Linked DNA regions of Sus scrofa: region 2 is linked to region 1. The links are chromatin contacts, called in public promoter capture Hi-C maps. All regions are on one chromosome and are shown on one strand. The core of a region is the stretch at or near the end of the contact, and the rest is flanking DNA. Distances in the headings are between cores, read along the strand shown. Region 1 holds the start of QARS (glutamine--tRNA ligase). Region 2 holds the start of TCTA (T-cell leukemia translocation-altered gene protein).

Region 1 (6,954 bases), core at 2,871-5,370:
AGGTCCAATCTTGTCTCTCTGTCTCAAACGCCGCTGCTGTCTGCGCCTGCCTTGGGACCCTCCCTTGGGTGCCAGGGCTCCAAGCCAGCACCCCCGGGATGCCAGGCGGCATGCTGGGCAGCCCCCAACCCCTGTCCTCATATTCTGTTGCAGGGACTAGGCCCTGGCCAGGCCCCCGAGGTGGCCCCCACGCGGACAGCCCCTGAACGCTTCGCCCCCCCTGTGGACCGCCCAGCCCCTACCTACAGCAACATGGAGGAGGTCGATTAGCAGGTCCCTGGCTGGTGGGGGGGCTGGGTTTGGGGGACCCCCCCAGAGGGCCAGCTCTTTGCTGCTTCTCCTTCTCTAACCCTGAGGACACTGGTTTCATCAATGGGGAGTTGGGGGGTATAATTTGAGGGTGGAAACGTCACAGGTTGGGTGGGCCTCTTGTCAACTTGCCCCCCCCCCTCAACTAATGGACCTTGGCTTCTCTAGCCACCCCCAGTGCTGCGTGATTTGATTCTCAGTTGTACCTTCAATTCTCTCTGACTCATTATAAACGTTATAATTTTATTCTAAAAAATTGTAATTTTTTTTTTTTTTTTTTGCATTTTGGAAGTGATTGCTGCTGTTTAAATATATTTTAAAAATAAATGACAAATAAGCAGACTCAGTCACTGTAATGCACCAGGTGCTGTGGCCAACCCCCCTCCACCATCAGCTCTGCGTGTGTGTGTGTGTGTGTGTATATCTCAGTATGCTAAAGACCCTGAAAGTGCCCTGGTCTGAGGAGACATGGTGCGTTTCCACCTCAGGCCCTTTGGGTTTTGAAGCCCCCCAGTGCCATCAGCTCTTTGGAGCCTGACTGTTGCCCTTTGATCCCGTTGGTTCTTGGTCCCACATGGAGGCAGCTGTGGTTGGCAACATTGTCAGTACCTCACACCCAAGGTGTGGAGTGCATCTCATGAAACTCCAGAAGCTGACAGCCTGTGGTCAAAGGTACAGGCATTTGTACTTGACAGACAGCAGGTCAGGAAAGACTTTGGGAAACAGGACATACTTGGGGATAGGGGGAATTCTCTTTCTCTTTTTTTGTTCTCAGGTCCTTCTTTGCTATAGTTTGAACACCATCTGGATCCTTTGTGAGGATAGAGCAGGAAAAAAACTAGGGAAGGAGACCCTTTTCCAAAAGGACAGGCAGAGAGGATCAAAGCTAATCTTGGCTGGGTTTCCGTTCTTGCCAGGGCGTTTTCCCCCTTAGAATCCCTGAACTTTTGGCTTCTGGCAGCTGCCCCAGGCTGTTTACCTGCGGTGGGTCTACAGGCTTGTCCAGGCTTGGGGCTCCTGTGCTCCTGCACATATACAGGAAGAGCAAGTCTTGTGAGGAGCCTCCTTGCTACTCCTTGTAGATAATGCTATCCCCTCTTCTCTTCAACTGCTTGAGGTTAGAAGTGGGCATCTCCATGAAGCAAGTATTCAAGTAATCCAGAAAGAGTATAAGGCAGAGGTGGCACAGTGTCCTGACATCCTTATAGTCCTTCCCTGACTGCAAGCATGTGAGACCAGTCTTACAAAAAGCTCAGCATGTGGGCCCTGCTAGTACCCCTCAGGCTTGGCTGGAGTTAGGCGTGGTAGTGAGCAGAAGGAGCTCCTGGAGAAAGCTAGCCCTGTGACCAATGTTGGCTTTTTTCTATTAGGACAGCAGCCGTGTGGGGTTGCTGGCCATGGAGAAGAGCTTGGAGAACTGTGTGTGAAGCCTTGCAGTAATGGTAGAATTGCCAAGCTGGCCATTGGCACTGGCATACTGCTGGAAGGCCTGTTAGGCATGGGCTGCAGCCCCCTATGTCTGGCCCCTGGGGTCTGCATGTGCTGTATGCACTGATTGAGGGGTCTGTCCAGTCTTGACCATAGCCCTGCTGCTGCTGAACCTGTCACATGAATTACTCTTCTGTGGCATCTGCAGAAGGCTGCTGTGGCCCTTAGTACTGCTGCTTCTGTGCTGTGAGCCTGTGCCACAGGGACTTGTCCATAGGCCTGGCTGCTAGACCCTTCCTCTTCCCATGCCACAGCTGGGCCTTGCTGACTGCTGCCCGGCTTTTCTCCTTTGTTTTTTTTTTTTTTTTACCCCCCATGCCTGTGTTATGTGGAAGCTCCCAGGCCAAGGACTGAAACTGAGCCACAGCAGTAACCCGAGTCATAGCAATGACAACACAAAGTCCTTAGGTGCTAGGCCACCATTTGAACTGCCTCTTTGTATACTTTTTCTTGAATTTTGCTGAAGTAGTACCAGAGGCTTATGCAAGCAAGCCAATCCCATGGGGCAGGACCCATAAAACTTCATGGTTCGCTCTGTGCAAGTCAAAGGGCTCCAGTGGACTGGCTGACCTGCTACTGCTACTACTCCTGTTTAATGCCTGCTCCTGGCCTTGGCTGGGCTGGGCATCAGAAGGGGGCCAAGCGGGCATGGTGGAAGGGGGGCAAGACACAGGATTGGATCTGGATACTGATGCAGTATGTGGCCCTGGGCTGAACCTGGCATGTAGTCATTATGTGGAGCTCAAAAATAGATTTGCTCATTAGTGGAATATGGCCACAAATCAGGAAATATTATGGTCAGGATCATGCCCAGTACTTGAAGGTCCAGGAGTTTTAGGGTCACTGAGGCCTTTAGGAGCCTGTGTTTCCATCCCAAATTTGGGGAACTTACCATCCCACCATCAACAGCTCCAGTTCTATAAGAAAATAGATTGGGGACTTCTCATTGTGGCTCATTGGTAATGAGCCTGACTTATCCATGAGGATGTGGGTTTGACCCCCGGCCCAGCTCAGTTGGTTAAGGATCCAGCGTTACCATGGGCTGTGGTGTGGGTTGCAGATGCACCTACGATCCCAGGTGGCTGGGATCGTTGTGGCTGTGGCCGTGGCGTAGGCCAGCATCTACAGCTCTGATTCCACCCCTAGCCTGGGAAATTACATATGGCATGGGTGCAGCCCTAAAAAAAAAAAATAAAAACAAAAACACAGGTTGTACATTCAGTTTTAGCCTGATGATTCCCACCCAGCAGGCCCTTAAGGGCCAAAGAGAGACTAGGGAGATCCCCAAGCATATCATCATAACTATTCTACCTTCTCTGTCCCACACTATTGAATAAAATATCCTGTCAAGTACTTGCATATGGATTTTAAGGTCTAATCTGCTTGTGGTTTTCCTATATTTGCATGCTTCGGTAAGAAGAGTAAGTATGGGGGTTCCCATAGTGGCTCAGTGGTTAACGAACCCGACTAGCATTCATGAGGACATGGGCTCAAGCCCTGACCCAGCTCAGCGGGTTAAGGATCTGGCCTTGCTGTGAGCTGTGGTGTAGATTGCAGATGTGGCTCGGATCCCACGTTGCAGTGGCTTTGGCGTACACGCAGATACAGCTCCGATTTGACCCCTAGCCTGGGAACCTCCGTATGCCGCGGGTGCGATCCTAAAACAGACCAAAAAAAAAAAAAAAGTAAGTATGGCAGGAGATTTTAAGCCAAATCATCACAGAAGTCATGCAAGGTCCTTCCTGGCCCCAAACCTTCCCTTTCCTGGTTAGGGGTGTGTGTGTGTGGGTGTGTGTGTGTGTGTGTGCGTGCGCGCGTGCAGGTGGAGCTGGAAAAGTGCCAAGACTTTTGGGGCGCATCCATGTGCCATTTCAGACGTCTGTTCTGGAGTCTTGACCGGATTTCCCGGGCTTCATTTTGTTCAGCTGTTTCCGTGACAACTCCAAAGTGTGACGTCAGAAACACGACCTACATTGACATTTGTTTCCAAAAACAAAACTGGGATGGTCCCAAGTTTTCCGGGGCTGAAGGAGAAAAGATGAAGAGTAAAATTACCATGATTATGTCTGCCTCCTGCCCTGGTGCTGAACACCTTCGCTCCAGGTTTGGAACAAATCACCTCTAAAGTACCGCCGCTCACTATCCCTTTTAGAGACCTGAAGCACGAAGACGGAAGTAAAGCGGCGGGAGAGGCCGCCCTCTGCCCTTTAAATGTCACTGACGATCCTGGAGATCCCCGCCCCTTCCCTCCAAGGAAGGATACCATTGGCTTTCGCTGACGGCATCTCACTCCTATTGGTCAGTGAGCTAACTCCGGGGCAGATTGGCCCCAAAGTTTCTTTTTGGCTTCCGGCGTCCCAGCAATGGCGGCTCTAGACTCCTTGTCGCTCTTCACCGGCCTCGGCCTGAGCGAGCACAAAGCGCGAGAGACGCTCAAGAACACGGCTCTGAGCGCGCAGCTGCGCGAGGCGGCGACCCAGGTGCAAACCTACGTCCTTGGCCCCGGCTGCCGACTGTGCCCCAAGGCAACTCCGGGCCGGGTCCAGACCCCGACCCACCCATCTTGTCTCACTCTTGCTTTTCTTACTGGAAGTGAGGCTTATCTCCTGACCCCTCTGACCCTAGGCACAGCAGACTCTGGGCTCCACCATCGACAAAGCTACCGGGACCCTGCTCTATGGCTTGGCCTCGCGACTGCGGGATCCTCGTCGACTGTCTTTCCTCGTGAGCTACATAGCTAGTAGGAAGATCCATACTGAGACTCAGCTGAGCGGTGAGACCCTTGCCTGTCTTGCTTCCACCTCCAGCTCCTCCTCTCAGCCAAGATCCCTATCTAACCATTCTGACAAGACCCACAGTGTCACTCTAGATTACTAGTTCTGCATTCTTCTCTAAACTTAGGCCCTGGCACTGACGGAGAGGGCCACCTCTGGGTGAGACCCACTGGAGAACTGTGTAGGTCTGAGGGAGTTTCCCTCACAACACATGCTTCTTTCCTGTGGCCTTAGGGCTTCTCTAGTGAAGTGCAAGACTTACTTTTCCAGGAAGTCAAACTAATTGGGGTTTCATGGATAGGATTAGGGCCCTGTCTTCCTACTTCTTGGAGCTGAGATGCCACAAACTCCTTGGCTTTCCTTTTTCAGCTGCCCTTGAGTATGTGCGAAGTCATCCCCTGGACCCAATCAACACCATGGACTTTGAGCAGGAATGTGGTGTGGGCGTCATTGTGACTCCAGAGCAGATTGAGGAGGCTGTGAGTCTTTTCTTAGGTGTCAGCTGCCTCCTTAATTCTAAGGAGTGGCTTTCAGTACTTAATACTGGAAAGGAGTGGCCCTGCTTTACCAACCAGAAAGTCCCAGGGTGAGGGGATCAGTCCCTAGAGCATGTCTGAAGCTCATGGTTTGGCTTTCTGTAGGTGGAGGCTGCCATAAATCATCACCGATCCAAGCTCCTTGTAGAGCGTTACCACTTCAACATGGGGCTGCTGATGGGTGAGCAGGACCTGGGGCAGGGGACTACAGACTATGTTGTTATCACTGGTCATGCCTTCTCTTCTGGGCATGAGTGAGAGGGAGGTGGAAGGGAGAGTCGGAGCATCTTAAAAGAGGTCTGGCTGGGCCCAGGCTCTAGTTTCTGAGGTCAGCCAGGTCCTTTTCTTGAGAAACAGGGTGGGAAGTGTCCTCCTTTTCCTTTCAGCAGCTTCTTATGCCCATGTTTCTAGGAGAGGCTCGGGCTGCGCTCAAGTGGGCAGATGGCAAAATGATCAAGCATGAAGTAGACATGCAGGTGGGTGCTTCCTTGAGCTGAAGCAGGTGGAGGCCCTTCTAGAGACAGTGTCTAGCATCCACTGAGAGATAAATGGGAGTGAGAAGGGAAGAGAGCCTATTCCTTTTCTGATAGTGGATAGTAGAGCCTGGGGTAGAGGGGGCAGCACTTGGGTGGGCAGTGAAAGACTTGGCTCTCTGGGTTGTGTCTAGTTTGGGGTGAGTTGCTTTACTCTGAACCTCAGGTTCCTCATCTTGTAAATAATGGTGATGGGGCCTCCATCTCAAGATGTTGGCAGAGAATAACAAGAGGGTGATGACTGAGGTAGATGGCTTATCTGGATGCCAGGCCCACAGTTCCTCTCTATAAGTGGTGTTTTTCTTACTTGAGTCCAGTATGGACTTTCAGGAGGGAAAGAACATTTGAGGCCAGTAGAACCATGTGAGGAGCAGAGGTGGGATGAGTTAGGTAGTTTTTTCCAAAGTGGAGCTGGTAAATAGGCCAGAAAGTCCTTAGGGAGGTGGTAGGGTTAGTCACAGGCTCCTATCCCAGTCCTGACTCTGGTCTCTGCTCAGGTCCTCCACCTCCTGGGTCCCAAAACAGAGAGTGATCTGGAGAAGAAGCCCAAGGTAGGACTGAGCGTGGTCTTGGGTCCCTGGGGATGAGGTGGGGAAGGGTAAGACCTCAGGCTGGGGAAGGAAGTATCTGACCCCAGTGACCAGTGAGTCCCAGACCCTGCCTCGGAGACACCCTGACCCAACTTCTGAACTTCTCTCAGGTGGCAAAGGCTCGGCTAGAAGAAAAAGACCGAGTGACAGCAAAGGATGTGGTGGAGAATGGTGAGAGGCTTGAGGCTCCTGTTGCATTCAACTCCCTGATTGCTGGATTTTCCACCAGATAGGTCCTTCCAGCCCAATCTCCTCAGGCCACCAGCTTATTTAACATCCTTCTTTTGCTGCAGGACTGGAATTCCTAGTGTTTCCTTTGTTGCCTTTACCGAAAAACTAGCCAGAGGAGGCCTGAGAAGTCTGGCTTGCTCTTGTCTAGGGTTGAGGAAAGGGGAGACTGCTTGGTTCTATTCTGGTTGCATGATATGAGTAGTACTGACAGCCACCTCTCTGAGCTGGATGTGGTAGCTATATCCAGAGAATAAGTTTTCCTTGGTCTCTTCTCTGCAGGTGAGGCTGTTGTTCAGACCCTGTCTCTGATGGAGCAGCTCCGAGGGGAGGCGCTCAAGTTCCACAAGCCTGGTGAGCAGGCACCTTGAAACTCTGTGGAGGGCTGGATCTTAATAGCAATTCTTGTAGCCAGACCCCTGAGGTAGGGAGCCCTGGGCTGCAGCCTGCTGTCATTAGGCTTGTTCTGGTTCTGGCAGGTGAAAACTACAAGACC
Region 2 (6,954 bases), core at 1,840-4,339, 270 kb before region 1:
CCATGGGTAGAGAGTGCCAGCTGCCCCCTGCCTTGTACTTGGATGGCCAGCTAAGTAACCATAAAGTATAAAGCTGTGTCCAGGCCAGGATTCCCTGGCCCCCTGCCAACAAAGCAAAACCAAAGAAATTTAGGAAAACCCAGGACTTAGGAGAAAAGAGACTTGCCTTACAAATCTGAGTTGGTCAACCTCAGGCTTCTTCTCAGAAGAACAAATCTCTATGGGGTCACATCCCAAGGGGATGGGAAGAGGACCAGGAAAAAGTCAAGACAGAAAATGGACTGTTAGTCATCCCAACCCAGAGGCTTCTGAGTTGACCCCTGAAAGAGGAGGATTATGCCTTTCCTTAAGGCACCCAGCTAAAGGTAGAGGCAAATTACTGGCTTGGGGCTGCTGGAGGCAAGGCCAAGGGCAGGGGAGGCCTAGGCCTGCCAGCACTGGGGTACCCCCCGCCCCCCAACCCCTACTCCTCTGCAGTCGTCCCTGGGGTCTGGGCAGTAGCAGAACCGGTGATGTCCCTGGAGACCCCTCTTGCTGCCTTCCCTTATTCTCTGTGGGTTTTGAGAGGTTCATTTGCTGCTGTTTCCCTGAAAGTGATGGAGAGAAGAGAAAAGGGGTTATTCCATTGGCAGCACAACAGTCCCCTTTTGGGGGCTGAGGTGGGCTCAGTAAGGTCACACTATAATCTAAACCTCTCTGCTGAAGTTCTAGAGCCCACACTGGGTCCACTACCTTTCCCCTGCACTCATTCTTCCTCCTTCACCTTGTGAATGGTGCTCCCATTCTTCCCCAGTTGACAGGGATAGAAACCTGGGCAGTGGCAGTCCTCTTAACTGGCTTCTTGCCCCTCTCTTTAGGACCTCTTTATCTATTTGCCATGAAGTAGGTATTTATAAAGGCAAATTAGATTAGGCCATGGCTTTGCTGAGTTCCTCAATAGTTCCCTGAGACCTGGGATAGATAGGGTGTTGCAGGTCCCTCCATGCCTTCTTTTTCTTGGCTGTCCTGTGGCATATGGAGTTCCTAGGCCAGGGATCAGATCTGAGCCACAGTTGCGACCTTAGCTGCAGCTGTGGCAATGCCAGATCCTTAACTCACTGTGTTAGGCTAGGGATAGAACCTGCATTGCAGCACTCCCAAGATGCTGCTGATCCCACTGTGCTACGGCAGAAAGTCCCATGACTACTTCTTTTTTCTTTTTTTTGTCTTTTGTCTTTAGGGCCGCACCTGTGGCATATGGAGGTTCCCAGGCTAGGGGTCTAGTTGGAGCTACAGCTGCCAGCCTGCACCAGAGCCACAGCAATGCCAAATCCAAGCCACGTCTGCGACCTACACCACAGCTCACGGCAACGACAGATCCTTAACCCAGTGAGGGAGGCCAGGGATCGAACCTGCAACTTCATGGTTCCTAGTTGGATTCCTTTCCGCTGCCCAGGATAGGAACTCTGACTTTTTTTTTTTTTTTTTTTAATCTGCAGCATGTCGAAGTTCCTAGGCCAGGGATTTAACCCAGGAGATAGCAATGACTGGAGCTGCTGCAGATCCTTAACCTACTGCACCACAAGGGAACTCCCCTCCATGCCTTCTTGTTTGAGTTCCAGTGGCACAGCCTTGTCTATCCTTCCAATATGTCATCCTGCTCTTGTCTTTGGGTCTTGTTCTATCCATTCTCTTTGCTTGGTATACTTTACTACCCCCTAGACTTTGCCTTCAGGTGTCTGCCTTAGGAGTCACCTGCTATGATGGCCCTTGCCTCTGCATTGCTTCCCTCCCCTTTTAAACCTCTGGCTCCCCCTGTGAGTAGGGCCTGGGATGTTCTTATTCTCTAGATCTAGCGTGGCCCCTGCCATGTACTAGGAGCTCAGAGATCAGCTGAATGAATGCACTGATTAGTGAGTTCATGTTTTACAGATGAGGAGGCTGATCCTGAGGAGGCCAGTCAGCGCACTAAGGACAGAGGCTCCTGTTTTTCCAAATTAGGGGCTTATGGTGGACTGGAATCCAACAGGCTTGCCCCTTCATCTCTGAAATTGTGACAATAATGTCACCTGCCCCACAGGTTACTGAACAACATAATGATGGGTTGTTTAGACATCAGTGTCACTTACAGCTTGAGCTCTAGTTAGAGACCTTGGAGTTTACTGCAAAGGCCACTAAGCTGGTGGACTCCTACCCTGAGAACTCCCCTCCCCTATCCTCAGCTCAGGAGTGGCCTCTATGTGCCAAGCATGGGGTTAAAGTGGGAAGAGATTTACTCACCAGGACGAGAAATGCGTGGAGCCATCAGGTGTGGATCCGTTCTGGCTGCCCAGACCTGGGGGCAGGAACACATCCAGAGCTGCAACAGGCTGGGGGTGGGTATCTGAGCAGGCATCAGCCCAGGTCAGGTTAGAGGCCAGTGGTATTTGTTGGAGAGTGTGGTGGAGGCCCTAAAGAACTTGTGGTATTGTCTGATGAGAGTGCAAGGGAAATTATATATCATGGGTGGACTGGTGGGGTTACTGGCATGAAATGCTATGTTGACATGGGTCAGGATACAGCGTTGTCATTAGGTTCTCAGGGCACCAGTGGTAATCTGGGGGGGAGGGTTCGGGGAACCCGAAGGTACAGTCAGTGCGGGAAGAGGGTGGCCGGTCCACGGAAGTTGGTGGGGAGCCTCACCTGGGCGGTGATACAGCCCGGTCACCGTACTCCCGTAGAACCCCCACGCCAGCTGGATGCTCAGGAGACTTAACACCAACCAAAGCAGCAGCAACTTGAAGAGGGTCACGCGCATGTCCTGAGCCTCCCACTCCCGCAGGAACTCGCTGCCGAGGGCGCCCAGCGCGCCCAGCACCGTGGCCGGCAGAACCTGCAAGGACTGCCCCGACCAAGGCTCCGCCATGACTGGCCGGTGGCGGACCCAGGGGACTGTCACCGTAGTCCCCACTGCGCAAGCGTCCGGTCTTCCGGAGCCAGACTCAATAATGCGCACGCGTAAACCGAGGCATGGAGCGCCTACCTCGCCTGCGCGCAGAGTTGGCAGTTGGGGCGGAGCAGTAAAACCGCGCACGCGCACCAAGCCCCACCCTGCTTAAAGGATGAGTGACTCGAGGAGTATAAAATAGCAACCAGCTCTTTTATAGCCCCAGAGTTCCCGTGATGCACCACGCGGCTGCAATGATTGGTTAAGCGTCTTGCTTTTAGGGTGTGGACGCGCTCCTGAGCAATCGTGGCTGAGCCCTGAGTGCGCGCGCGTGCGCGGGGCCGCGACCGGGGCCGGCTCGAGCCCGCTGGGCACTCGGGGGCGCGCACGTCGCTCCCCGCCCTCCCGCCGCCGTCGCCGCCCGCTCTTGCTCTCTCGCGCTCCCCGCCCGTCGCTCTCCGTCGGTTCTCTCGTTAGTCCACCGCCACCTCCACAGCCACCCGCCGTAGTCTTCGAGCTCGCGACTCGCGGACAGGCGTTCTCGGCGCGGAGAAGCCGGCCTTGGAGTCGTCGCCTTAGGTGAGCGAGAGGGTTCCCTCCTGGCGTCCCGGGCCCGCCCGCCCGGCACTCTTCCGGCCGCCCGCCAGCCGCCGCCCCGCCGCGGCCGCGCCCCACCTGCTGCTCTCGGCCGGGAGCCCCAGGACCCTGTCCCCTGACCCTAACTCGGGGCCCAGTAGCCGGGCTCCTCTTCCCAAAGCGGCGGCCCCGCCCGCGCGGTCCCCGGAAGCGCGCCCCGCGGCCTCCCGCGCCCCTTCCCCCGCCCGGCCAGGCCTGGTGGAGCCCTAGCCGCCTGCCCGCCCCGCGGTCCCGGGCGCTTCCTCTCTTAGGGCTGCGCGGGGCAGGGCGGGGGTTGTGAGACTGGCCCCACGACCCGGGGGGCAGCCGGCCGCTGGGAAGCGTGCTTGGCTATCGGAGTTGAAATGGGAAAGAAACTCTTTACAACTCCATTTTGGCTTTTACATTTAGTATGAAACATGAATCACCGTTTTATACTTGGTGAAGTCCAGTTACGTTTTGGGTATTTTCCTTTTTAATGCAGTATTCTTTGAGATTGTGTTAAGTAAAACAGTGTTGAAATCCTAGGGGTTAGGATTCTTCGATATTGGAAGAAGGGAATTTTCCAATTGAAGGGGATATTTTTCCTGATTAAACTATGTAGCATAAAAATATAGTATTAATTTGCAATTTTTCTTAGTCTGAGTTATTACCTTGATTAGGAATCACCTAAACATCTGTCCAGTTGGATCCAGTTACATGTTCATTAAATAGCACTATTTGCACTCGATTTGTTCAAAACCATGATTAGTAGTTAATGATGGAAAATTGGCATCCTTTTTACTTAAAGTTGGTTTCCCTTGTGTTTCATAATGGTCCTGATAAAAAGTTTTTACCTCTGTTGGTAACTTGTTTGGTTCTCTTTGTATTTAAGACAGTCTTTTGAAGTAAATGTCCCTTGCAGGTGTGTAATCAGATTATATTCCTGCCAGACCTGAAGGGGAAAAATACTTTAAAAAATTCTTTTAAATGTTGTATGTGGTGAGAATTTGTCAGCCACCTTGTGTCACACATCCAGATGTGTAATGCATTTGTACCATTGCATGATTGTCACTTTAGACATGACTAAATTGGGAGAGATGTTGTTTTGAGCATTTGGCACAAGTGACATTGTTTGGGGTGAAGATAAAAGATTAGCTTTTAATTATAAAGGGTAACTTAGTGAAGGATCTCTTTTGATAAATTGTCTTGAGTAGTTCCATCTAATTTTTGTAGAGCACTGGTGGCCCTTGGGAACATAAAATATCAGATGGAACTTGATTTTAGTAAAGATTAATCCTAGACTCATAGCTTCCGTTCTCATAAAAATCTGTATTAAAGGGAAGACGTTTTCATTGATCAAGAATTTTAGACGTGAAAGAAATCTTCAGGACTTGTAGTCCAACTCCATTTGCAGATGAGAAACTGAGTCCGACAGTCTTCAGTAAATTTCTCAAGGTCATATGTCTATAGTCAGGTGCCAGCCAGAACTATTTTCACTCTAAGATCTTCTTTATGTACTCCTAAACAGCTTGCTTAGAGTCAGCTAAAATTCAGTGCTTTCAACTTATTATAGTGTTTCTCCTATTATATATTGCTGATTTTATATACATTGAGAGAATCAGGAATATTTCACAAACAAATGTTTTTTAGCTTTTGCTCTGTTTTCTGTAACTGGATGGTTCTACAGCAGTTGATTGAAATAGGTAAATGAATATGCAGAGTCTCTGCCTGGCCTAGGTCATGGCTTTAGGTGTTTTGGTCTTCTTACGGGACCATCTTCTTCGGAGGTAAGCCCAGACTCCCTTGCTGTAAAACTAAAAGAATTAGGCCCTGATAAGATGTTATCAGGCGACTGTGGACTCTTTTTACTGTTGATTTGAAGCAGGATGAAGGGAAATAGCATATATCAAGAATATAGTTTCCATTGTTTGTGGTGATGGTTTTGCTGGAGTGTTTTCGGTCCCAATTCTTTTTTTGTCTGTCAGAAAACTCTTTTTAATAGTTTATCCTGGTCATGTGGGGTTTAAGTTATTTGGAGAGTAAAAACAGGTAGATCTTCAGGTGCTTCGTGTCCATTAAGGTGGAGTCCAAGCAGTGACTGGAGGAGGTGGGTTGCTACTTTGGGTCTTCTTACTTGTCCTGAGCTGAGAGATTTTTGTTAACTCTCAGAAGACAGATCGATTTTTCAACTTTTATGAGTACCAATTTGGACCTGCTGGGCTTCTATAGATAGCACCTTGTGTTTAATTGCATTATGGTTGCTAGTGATAATGATAAGTGGTGCATAATCACTGAATTTTAATCACATACATTTGTAATTGTAAAAGGTCCCTAAAGATATTTCATCTTCCTTTACCACTTAGTTTATCCCTTTATGCACCTGGCCTGTAGAACTGTTTGCCTGTACCTTCACATTAATGCAATGAAGTTTTAAACTTGTGTTAATGTATCTTACTATACTCTGCTCTTTGGGCATTTGCTAACTGTTAAGTACTTGTGAGATTAATAAATTAAAAATTTCAAGACACTTCTAAAGTTAGTAATTACTCTAAAATTCCTATTTCAAGTGTTTCTATATCTAGTGACTCATTTTTAATCTGTGTTGCTGTAGTATTAAATAAATGCCTTGTATACTCATAATTATGGTAGTCATGTGACTGAAAATCAGATGGGCATTGAAGCTGCTCATTCTGGGTGTTGGTCTGAGTTTATTGGTGCTTCCTCCAGATAATTCTGAATACATTTTTATAGCTAATAATCATCAAAATAGGAAATACTCTTTTAAATTGGAGCCAGTTTGAATTTGCTACCAAACTGAGCTTGATTTTTGTTTTTAAGAGAGTAAAGTAAATGTGCTTAAGCATATTTGTGATAGTATCTTATCTTAATATTCGAGTGAAGGGAAAGAAGAGAACATAAACAGCCAGTGAAATATTTGGAGTGGAGTGAAGGAAAAAGTGTGAGGTAAAATAAATTTACAGAGATGCAGAGTTTCCATCATGGCTCAGTGGTTAATGAATCTGACTAGGAACCATGAGGTTTCCGTTCGATCCCTGGCCTTGCTCAGTGGCTTAAGGATCCGGCGTTGCCGTGAGCTGTGGTGTAGGTTGCAGACACAGCTCGGATCCCGCGTTGCAGTGGCTCTGGTGTAGGCCGGCGGCTATGGCTCTGATTCGACCCCTAGCCTGGGAACCTCCATATGCTGTGGGAGCAGCCCAAGAAATGTCAAGAAGACAAAAAATAATAATAATAATAATAAAATAAAAAATGAAATTACAGAGATGGACAGGAACTGTATCATGTAGGACCTTTTAGGTCATGAGAAGTTATTTCCATTTGTTTTTTGATTTTTTTTTTTTAATCAGGATGATGATATGATCTGATATTAAACAGTAAAATCATTCACCAAGAGTCAAGGTTAGATATGAGTACGTTCTGACTTTAAACAGTAA

Evidence for each region. Promoter capture Hi-C pulls out the DNA fragments that hold promoters and counts their contacts.
Region 2: a contact with region 1 is called in a promoter capture Hi-C map of liver, with 2.8 times the contacts expected there. The contact joins the promoter of TCTA here to the promoter of QARS in region 1. A contact is called at or near these places in 2 of 5 promoter capture datasets (fetal skeletal muscle and liver), 1 of 47 Hi-C or Micro-C datasets (embryonic fibroblasts) and 1 of 2 datasets of contacts at active chromatin or transcription factors (alveolar macrophages).

What each region holds. Positions count from the first base shown.
Region 1 is chr13:31,720,366-31,727,319 of Sscrofa11.1, reverse strand. It overlaps QARS (glutamine--tRNA ligase), which reads left to right and starts at 4,120. Exons shown (of 24, transcript XM_021070652.1): 1 at 4,120-4,277; 2 at 4,423-4,570; 3 at 4,941-5,050; 4 at 5,213-5,288; 5 at 5,519-5,583; 6 at 6,138-6,191; 7 at 6,341-6,401; 8 at 6,741-6,812; 9 at 6,938-6,954. The coding sequence starts at 4,161. It overlaps USP19 (ubiquitin specific peptidase 19), which reads left to right. Exons shown (of 26, transcript NM_001271714.1): 26 at 154-589. The coding sequence ends at 270.
Region 2 is chr13:31,987,543-31,994,496 of Sscrofa11.1, reverse strand. TCTA (T-cell leukemia translocation-altered gene protein) reads right to left here and starts at 3,089. Exons shown (of 3, transcript XM_021068739.1): 1 at 2,662-3,089; 2 at 2,260-2,314; 3 at 1-587. The coding sequence starts at 2,884. The coding sequence ends at 545. It overlaps RHOA (ras homolog family member A), which reads left to right and starts at 3,290. Exons shown (of 6, transcript NM_001244437.1): 1 at 3,290-3,484.